3 separate regions of the Sus scrofa genome follow, and regions 1 and 3 are each linked to region 2. Evidence: chromatin contacts called from public Hi-C and promoter capture Hi-C data. All regions are on one chromosome and are shown on one strand. Each heading gives the region's core, a stretch centred on a gene start, on an enhancer-like site or on the middle of the called end of the contact. The rest is flanking DNA. Distances are from core to core; before and after follow the strand shown. Region 1 holds the start of INTS7 (integrator complex subunit 7). Region 2 holds the start of PPP2R5A (protein phosphatase 2 regulatory subunit B'alpha). Region 3 has its middle 67 kb from the start of DTL.

Region 1 (2,901 bases), core at 102-2,601, 200 kb after region 2:
CCCTTCTCAGATTGTTTTCTTCTTGTTTTCCACATGATTTCAAGGGGGAAGGAAGACCTAGTTTATCTTTAAATGAATGAGATTTCATTTGTATCCATGCTTAGTCTGTCTGGGTAGTAACTCCCTTATCAGAAACTAAGAAGAAAGTTTCAGGTTGATGATACCAAACTTAAACTCAAAATTCTCATTGCCAATGTTTTAACCTAAGGGACTTAAAGAACTGGAGAGAACAAGATAGATATCTAGATACTAATACGGCAACAGTTCCAAGTTACACCGTTAAAGTGAAAAACGAGACAAAACATTTTTACCCCATTTCTGTAAATAACAATTATTACCTCTGACATTGAAAAACATCTGGATTAAGATATTTCAATCTATTCATAGCCGTCATTTCTGGGACATACGCTCATAAGCATTTTTCGCTCTGCAATTACGGATTTTTGTGCCCATGTGTTAATCGGGAGGAAAAAAATTTGACCATGCTAAAAGCAGATGTGCTATCTTCTCTGCTTGACGGAGTTCCCTAACAGCGGGTCATTTTCACTGGTGTACACAGCAAATAGTCGGGCTCACTAAGGTTCTACCACAAATGAATGAATTCACCAATGAATATGAGTCCGGACGGCCTCGCGTAGCTGCTGCGAGAACCACACCTACTCAGATGCACGCATTTTCCACTTAATGAGCAAAATGGACACAGGCCGTAATGGAGGCCAGTGAACTCAACGTCCCTCCCTCCGTCAGGCCACAGTCCTGACCGAAAAAGTCCCGATTACGACGGAACGTGTCTCGAGGGCCCGCAAGTGCAGCTTTCCTCGGTACTCCTCGCCTCCGCGAACTCGCTCGGCTGCGGGAGAACCCGGCGGCTGGGAAACGGCATCGGCGTGGGCACTGGTCTGAGGTGCTGTTACGGGGGAGGTGGATCCGCCGGCCAAAGGCAGCGGTTAGGGCCGTTACTCACCACTCCTTGGGACGCCAAATTGGGGCTGGCGGAGCACCGAACTGAAGAGCATCTGGGCCGGAGGGAAAGGCTCAAGTGAAGGAAAAGCCGCGGAAAAGCCCCCCGATGCAGCAGAAACCGTCTCTTGCGCCCTTCAGAACACGACGAGTTATTGCCTCCAACTCCCGCCACTGTAAGCCCCGGCCACCAAACTCCCCGCCAAACTGACGTCACGCCCTCTGATTGGCTCCCGCCGCGGCGTCCGGGCGCGTCCGAGTCACTTCCCCCTTCGAATCTCCGCCTCCTTTTCTCCCAGCCGCGGGAACCTAGAGTTCCAGAGCTCCCTGAGCGCCTGCGCGGGGGGCCGCAGAGGCGCCGGCGAACGGCGGGGAGGCCTGGGCGCATGCGTAACTCGGCTCGGCAGAGCGCGGAGGAAAAATCCGCGAGAAGGTGGTGGAAGAAGATGGCGGGGCTGAGGCAGAGTTTGCAATCTTTCTGAATAGGCTAGTCGAGTAACTATTCGGATCATGGCGTCAAACTCAACGAAGTCTTTTCTGGCAGATGCTGGCTATGGCGAACAGGAGCTGGATGCTAACTCTGCCCTTATGGAATTAGACAAAGGTATGCGAAAGAGCGGGCGAAGCGGGTGGAACGGGTGTGGGGGGAACTGGCGCCACCAGGCGGTGGTAGCCTAGGAAGAGGCTGGGAAGGCGCATGCGCACATCTTCCCTGGGCGGGGCAGGCGCGGGTGCTTGTGCTTTTGGTAAGGCATTTGCAGCTTGGGGAGGTTGTTCCTGAAAATTGCAGCGTTGCCGGATGGGCCTCACACACGCTGAAAAAGTAGAAAACTCCAGTGATGGGCCCGTCTTGACCGCTTGAGGGCACAGTCCCCCGATTTTCCGAGCAGTTTCTAAAAATGCTACATTGAAATTGAGAAATTAGTTTTCATTATAGTCGATTGAGACCAGGTCTTCACCAAAAGAGTGCTGAATAATAACCTTGGACCGATTTTATTGCGATTCACTTGATTTCTGTAACTGTTACCTGCCAGTTACTACGCAGGTTAAATAGGGACAAGTCCATCCGAAAAGCACAGCCCTTGCTCATTCTGTGCAGACAGATTCCACGAGTTCTATTTCCTTACGGGCGTGGGAGGGATGGTGGGTGGTGGAGTCGGCTGGGCAAGGGTGAAGTGGGGGTTGGGAGCTTGGTGTAGTAGAAGGAGCTTTAGGTAGACGGAGTTGAATTTTAATTCCGCTGATTTTATGATGACGGACAGGTGACCTAACTTCACCTAACCTTGGTTTTTTTCTCTGCAAAGTGGGTAAAGTACCATTGAGCTGGCAAGATTGTTGTCAATATTAAGTGATTTAATGATGTGCAAGAGAAGTCTTTATTAAATGCAGAAAAAAAATTGCCTTACCCATACATATGGGAGGCAGGGGGAGATCTTTGTCAGTAAAAAACTCAAGTATTAAAATGAAACTTTTGTTCAGTGTACTTAAATGCTTTTTATTGAATGGGGGAAACATCTGGCATACATTAATTTTTGTGTGTAAAAAACAAGAATTGGACTAGCAGAACGCTCTTCCTTTAAGTCCAATCGGAGTCACTTCCCAGCTCTCTGACTTGGTCACTACATTGACTTTAGGGGGGGTACTCTTTTTGTTTATTTGTTTTGTTTGGTTTTGACCTGTAAACATTTAAAGTGGGTTGGTCTGAATAAGTGTTTTAAACTTTAAAAAAAGCTTTTAACTCCTTTTGATCAACATAAAACAGTTACAGCGCTCCATTGAGATTTTCATTTGGTTGAGTCACAGTATCTTCAGTACCTCTCCACCAGCCAAGAAAATGTTGAGCTTTGCTTTCACTTACCTGTATGATAGGGCTTTTTACCTCTGAATTACAAAACCATAGCATTACATAATCTTTCCCTCCCCATTCTGACAATTCCTTCC
Region 2 (2,900 bases), core at 102-2,601:
CTCATAAAAAGCAAAGTTGGTAAAATCATAAAAGTAAAAAGCAGTAATCCACAAAGAATAAGAATTAGAACACCAGAAACCAATTTCTTTTTTTTTTTTTTAATCCTCTAAACCTAGTGGGAAAAGTAAGTGAGCCAAAAGGAGTGCCAAGCTCTCCTGCAAGGCATTAGGCACGGATACCAATTTGAATGACTGTACAAACGTACCAAGTCCCTGGAATCAGCTTGGCGAACTAAGTTCCCACTCCATTGCAAGGCAACACTATCTACTCTTCAGAACTCCTCCAAATTTACCGTGTCTATCTTCTCAGACAGTATTTTAAGGCTTCCCATTATTTGGGCTAAAGGGTGACATTTAAATCTAATGACCCCGTAAATAAGACACCACCCTGGTTAGATTTTTAGGCTTTTTCTGCAGAAATAAATCTAAAGGCCAGATAACTCTTCACTGGTGTTTGCATTAGGATTCCGGGTCTGTAACTCTTGGGAAGGATCCACAGGAAGGGAAGTTAGGGAGAGGGTGAGTACGGTCGCTTTAAAACTGGAAAAGTAAAGGGCTAGTTTAGAGTGGCTGAAAGAGAAGGCAGGTCTCGGGAAAGTGAAGGTCGGAAGATAAGACAGGTAGTTCAAGCAAGATGGGGAAGGAGGACACACGAACTCGACCCCGAGGGACGCCCGAGGGAGGAGAGTTCCAATCGCCAGGGCAGGTGAGCGAGCGCGCAGGTGAGGAGGGATGTCGACCTCCTCCAAGAAGCTGAGGCTTAGGTGAAGCCAGGAGGGATGAGAAAAGCAGCTCGCAAACCTGTTTGAATCAAAAGGCGGGGGGACGCCAAGGCTGCGTGGGGGGCGCGACTCGCACACCGCGAGCCCCAGCGGGGCAGACGGAGCCCGCAGGAGGCAGTGGCTCTGCGGCCCCCGCGCTCCCTCCCGGGCGGCGCCCTCGAAGGTTACCTTTGAGCTGGGGCAAGGGGTGCAGCTCCGGCTGGCTGCCCTGGCTGCGGAACTGCGACGAGCCCTGAGAGCGCTTCTGCCTCTGCGCCTTGCGCACCGATTTCCGGGTGAAGCCGTCCACTTTCTCCGAGGCCGAGATGGCGGCGCTGGCAGCCGCCGCCGGCGGCGGCGACGACGACGACATCTCCGCGGCCCTGGCGCTTGGCAGCTCCGGCTGCTGCTTGCACGGAACGGGCAGCGGCAGGAGGAGGAGGCGGGGGAGAGGCGCCGAGCGCTCGCGCCCCTCCGCCCCGTTCCTCCGGCCGCACCGCCCTCCCGCTCCCGGGCGCCGCCGAGCTTCTCCTCGCCGCCCGCCGACGCCTCACGGCCACATCTCAGGGCCGGCGAGTCCTGGTCCCCGCCGCGCGGCGAGCTCCCGGGGCTGACGGAGGGCGGGGGCGGGGGTGGAGGGGGGTGAAGAAGTTGTTGACTCCGGGAGCGGAGGGCGGGTGGACTGGAGCCCGAAGTTTAGACAACTGAGGCGAGGACGCGGGGTGCGGACGCCGAACGCGCCTCTCGTCCCTGCAGCCCGGGTCCCCAGCCGGCCGGTCCGCCAGCACCTCAGCGGCCGCTGCCAGCGCAGCCCGCCCTGCCTGGAGCCTCCTCCCGAGGCGCTGCCATCGCGGGTCCCCTCCGAGCCGCCGCCGCCACCGCCGCGGTGCCCGCTCTTCCCTGTCAGCGCCGAGCCCTCATCTCCCAGGGCGGCGACCCGCTGCCCCGGCCCCGGGGGCACACACACACTCTCTCCTCCAAGTCCCGGGCGGTCCGAGCCCCCTCCCCCACGCGCCCTTCCGCCGCCCACAGAGAACCCCCAGCGAGCGACCGCTACAACTTGAGAAGGTGCTGGGGAGAAGCAAGGGGGGAGTGTGTGTGCGTGTGCGCGCGCGCCAGGGCGCGCGGCCCGGGGGTGGGGCCTCGCGGGGTTGGGACGGAGGAAATTGACTGACAACTTCCGCGGGGTCCCGCCAGCCTCTCGGTTGCTCGGGAAGGAGTAGGGGGTGGGAAAGCATACCATGTCTTTCAGCCAATCGCGGGGCTAAGCGGCCGCAATAGGGTGAGGCGTGGCCTCCTGCAGGTCTATCAAGCTGGGAGGTAAGGCAGGGGAATGGGGCGTGGTTGTGTGACGGACTTCGGCCACAGCCAATAGTAAGTGAAGGCGGTGAGCGGGGGAGGGGGGCCCACTTACGTCACAACTGTGTAACTAATTCTCTAAGGATTGAGGGGAGGTGCCCCTCCACTGGTGAGCACCTTTGCACGCCTGCGCGACAGGGCCGGGCTCTAATTGCTCTCCTGGCAGCCTATGAGAAGACTGGAAAACTAGAGGTGGGAGTTTAGAGAGAAAATAGTACGCCCCTTCCCGTCCCTCCGCTCTCTATTGACCAATGAGGAACTGAAGCGACTGGTGGGGCGCCTGAGGGCTGGGCCGCGAAAGAGCTCCAGGTGTTACGTCACCGAAAGAGGGCGGAGCAAAGGCCTGGTAGTGGAACTAGCAGAGTGATTGATGGTTGAAGCGGCCCCGCGGAAGGCAAGGAAATGGCTCGCCCAATTGAAGAGAGTTGCTGAACTCTTGGGCGGGCCTTGGAGCCTCACCCGCCCTGAGCCGTGCACTTGGTAGTTACAGGATAAACATGTAGCTCTAGGGTGGTTTGGGCACTGCGGTTCCTGAGAGCTGTTCTAGCGCGAGTTTGGGGCAGTCTAGCGTCTACCACTTCAAAGCGTTTCCCAAGACCACACCCTCCAAGAAGAGGAGTCTCATTCCCAAATTAGTATCCTTCTAATTTTCATCCTTCAGCCGGAGGCTGAAACTGCTTCAACAGGAGGGGTGCAGATTCGCTGACCGGTGGTTTGTGGATTTGGGGGCTTGCCATTTATTTTTGCTAGGATCTCTTCCTTGTAGATCCCATCCAGATT
Region 3 (2,800 bases), core at 271-2,770, 130 kb after region 2:
AACCTCCATATGCCGTGGGTGTGGCCATATAAAGACAAAAAAAAAAAAAATCTGCAGATATGGGAAGATGTTTATAATATAATGCTGATTTAAACATTTTAACAAGGCAGGTGAGTGTAGTGTGTAAAAACACTAAAATAGACGGACTTAAAGAGAACTCCCTGCCTGGAACTCTCACAGTGAATGGCTCAGAGGAGAAGGATGACTTGTAAAGGAGACTGAGCAAGAGTGGTTAAAGATAGACATTAAACAAGAGGAGACATAGGAAGGTTTTTTTTGGTGGGGGGTTTTTTGTTTGTTTGTTTTTGTCTTTTTTTAGGGCTGTGGCATATGGAGGTTCCCAGGTGAGGGGTTGAATTGGAGCTGTAGCTGCTGGCCTACACCACAGCCACAGCAACATCAGATTGGAGCTGTGTCTGCAACCTACACCACGGCTCATGGCAACACTGGATCCTTAACCCACTGAGTGAGGCCAGGGATCGAACCTGTGTCCTCACGGATGCTAGTCAGATTTGTTTCTGCTGAGCCACGATGGGAACTCCGGAAGATTTTTTTTTAAGAGAGAGGGAATGGTCATTTAACACTCAACAGAATCAAAAGCTGAAGAGGAAAGATGAGGACTGAAAGATGACCACTGTATTTATCACGGATATTGGTGATGACCATCGCAAGAGCTGCCTCCGTAATGACAGCAAAAGCCGGATTGGAGTGTGTTAAAGGTTAAATGGGAGGTGAGAACGGCTTTATCTTGAGAAATTAGATTGTGTAGAGAAAGAGAGAAAAGCCATAGACTGAGGAGGGTGCATGCTAAAGGATTCTTTTTTGTGTGAAAGAGATAGCAGTTTGTTTAAACAACCATGAGATGGAACCCAGTAGAGAGAGACTAGATAAACAGGAGTGAGACTGGATAAATTACAGATAAGGTTCATGAGAAGGTGGGGGAAGAGGGAATATAGAACACCAGGGCTGGAGTTGCCCTGGGTTATATAGTGGAAGGAAAACGCTTCAGTGTCACGGGAAGCAAGAAGGAAGGGTAGTGTCTGCCGGGTTAAGTACTTAGAGTCATAAAAGAAGGACTTAAACCTGATGACGTCTGTGGAAGGGAGGGCATCCAAGGTCTCAGGAGAGTGGAGAAGGTTGGAACAGTTGTTGACGGCAGTGTGAGCTGATCAGAGAAATGCAGTAAAGTTTTCAACCACCCTTTAGTCCAGGTGGGGTTGGTGAGCCTGAGTAACAATGGAACCAGTCTGCCTGGTGGCGAGACTCAGGAGCGTTTGGTTGTTTGGGTGCCGACAATAGGAGGCAGATAGACCAATTTATCCAGGTTTGGGATTTAGCCGTACAGGAGAGGTGAAATTTCTCCCACCTGCTTGCAGACCTGGGTGGGTGGGGATGAGGCAGCTGCCCAGCTCTCCGTGCCAGCCTAGCCAGAGGGAAATGGGAGGAGGGTGGTTCTCCTTCTCCACTAAATGAGTTTCCCTGCAGTTCACTTTCCAAACTTCCTGTCTGTGGAGAGCTGGCCCTTTGTTAGCCTCCCAGACTCTGCGTGTAGAGCTCTGCCCCCTTATGCTGCCTGCAGTTTCTGCAGGCTTCTCAGGAACAATCCCTTTCCGTCTGCAGACAGGTCTTTTTATATGTGCTGCCTCTTGATCCCTACTGGGCTTGTGCGTGCATAGGAGGGACAGGGCTTGACCTTGAGAAAAGTTACTGTTAAGGTCTAGTGAGGTCAAAACAGCCCTTTTCAATGTTTCAACTCACTCCGTACGCCGGGGCCCAAGCTGCCTAAAAGAAGCAATGGGGCTTCTCTTTCCTCTGGCACTTGGCTTCTGTGGAGAGCAAAACAGAGGGGACACACTGATTTCCCTCAGCTCTGCAGAGGAGAAAAGGGACAGCCAGACTATAATCTGTGCATGTGTGACAGTCCTAACCCGGTCATTGGGCCAGAGGTGTTGCTGAGAAGGGAAAGGCTGCTAGACAAGGACGGAAAGAGTGGTGGAATCAGGTGCCAGCTTGGGCACAGGCCTCAGTTGTGCTTAGAGAACAGAGGCGAGAGGGTGAGCATGGGCAAGCCACCGATTACTCCACGCAAGAGTGGAAAGTATTCCCCAAACTGGTTTGACTTGGGAAGAGAACAACTGCCACTTCCGCCCTGACATACACACTCCAACCAGGGCAATGTCAACCTGTGTTTCCTGTGTCTTTGCTCCCTCTGGGCAGGGGCACCTCATTTAAATGATAGGCCACTGGCCAGGTGATGATGACTGGGAGGTCATGTGCCATCGCTGGGCCTGTTACTTCACCTATAACCTGAGAGTCAAGCAACATGACTTCTAAGGTTCCTTCAATCCCAGCTATAAATCTAATTGAACTGGAATGGCATCAGAGTTTAATGGTCTTATGGTCAATGGACCCTAAAGTCTTATATTGGATGATAAACACAGAGTCCCAGCCCTGGTCACAGGGCTGGCGGGGGTGCTGGGGAGTGGGGCGGGACGACGGAATAATTTAGGATAGCTCTGCCCTGAAGGAAGGGTTGAGTCCCATTTTGACTCCGCTTTTTAGGCCTCAGTTTCCTCAACTATAAGATGAGACTTGGAAGCCTAGATCTTTAAGATGCAGTTCTGATTTTCTCTACCTAAGGTCTGTCCTCAGGCAATTTTGAGCCCCAGTGAGTAAATACTTACTGAACTATTTATTTGCTTGGCATGTGTGCAGTGATTTAGTGGAAGATAATCCCTATCTTCAAGGATCTCACAACATATTTTAAAAATTAATAATGCACATGCATAGGACAATATAG

What was found. Promoter capture Hi-C pulls out the DNA fragments that hold promoters and counts their contacts. A called contact is a pair of places that touch in the nucleus more often than the background predicts.
Region 1: a promoter capture Hi-C map of fetal liver shows a contact between it and region 2, with 4 times the contacts expected there. The contact joins the promoter of INTS7 here to the promoter of PPP2R5A in region 2. A contact is called at or near these places in 3 of 5 promoter capture datasets (fetal liver, fetal skeletal muscle and liver), 1 of 47 Hi-C or Micro-C datasets (embryonic fibroblasts) and 2 of 2 datasets of contacts at active chromatin or transcription factors (alveolar macrophages and skeletal muscle).
Region 3: a contact with region 2 is called in a Hi-C map of heart right ventricle, with 2.9 times the contacts expected there. The contact joins the enhancer-like site here to the promoter of PPP2R5A in region 2. A contact is called at or near these places in 1 of 5 promoter capture datasets (fetal liver), 4 of 47 Hi-C or Micro-C datasets (embryonic fibroblasts, heart right ventricle, mesenteric adipose tissue and 1 more) and 2 of 2 datasets of contacts at active chromatin or transcription factors (alveolar macrophages and skeletal muscle).

The regions. Positions count from the first base shown.
Region 1 is chr9:131,274,278-131,277,178 of Sscrofa11.1, forward strand. It overlaps INTS7 (integrator complex subunit 7), which reads left to right and starts at 1,352. Exons shown (of 21, transcript XR_002336047.1): 1 at 1,352-1,564. DTL (denticleless protein homolog) reads right to left here and starts at 1,149. Exons shown (of 16, transcript XM_013979970.2): 1 at 965-1,149. The coding sequence starts at 1,016.
Region 2 is chr9:131,074,452-131,077,351 of Sscrofa11.1, forward strand. PPP2R5A (protein phosphatase 2 regulatory subunit B'alpha) reads right to left here and starts at 1,352. Exons shown (of 13, transcript NM_001100192.1): 1 at 951-1,352. The coding sequence starts at 1,134. LOC106505045 (a long non-coding RNA gene) reads left to right here and starts at 629. Exons shown (of 2, transcript XR_002336046.1): 1 at 629-706.
Region 3 is chr9:131,206,666-131,209,465 of Sscrofa11.1, forward strand. No RefSeq gene overlaps it. Among named protein-coding and RNA genes, the nearest start is that of DTL, 67 kb to the right of the region's middle. Within about 2 kb of position 1,521, at least 17 of the 83 cell types and tissues checked have an H3K27ac peak or open chromatin away from gene starts, as enhancers often do. A contact at or near this core is called in fetal liver, where this site is marked.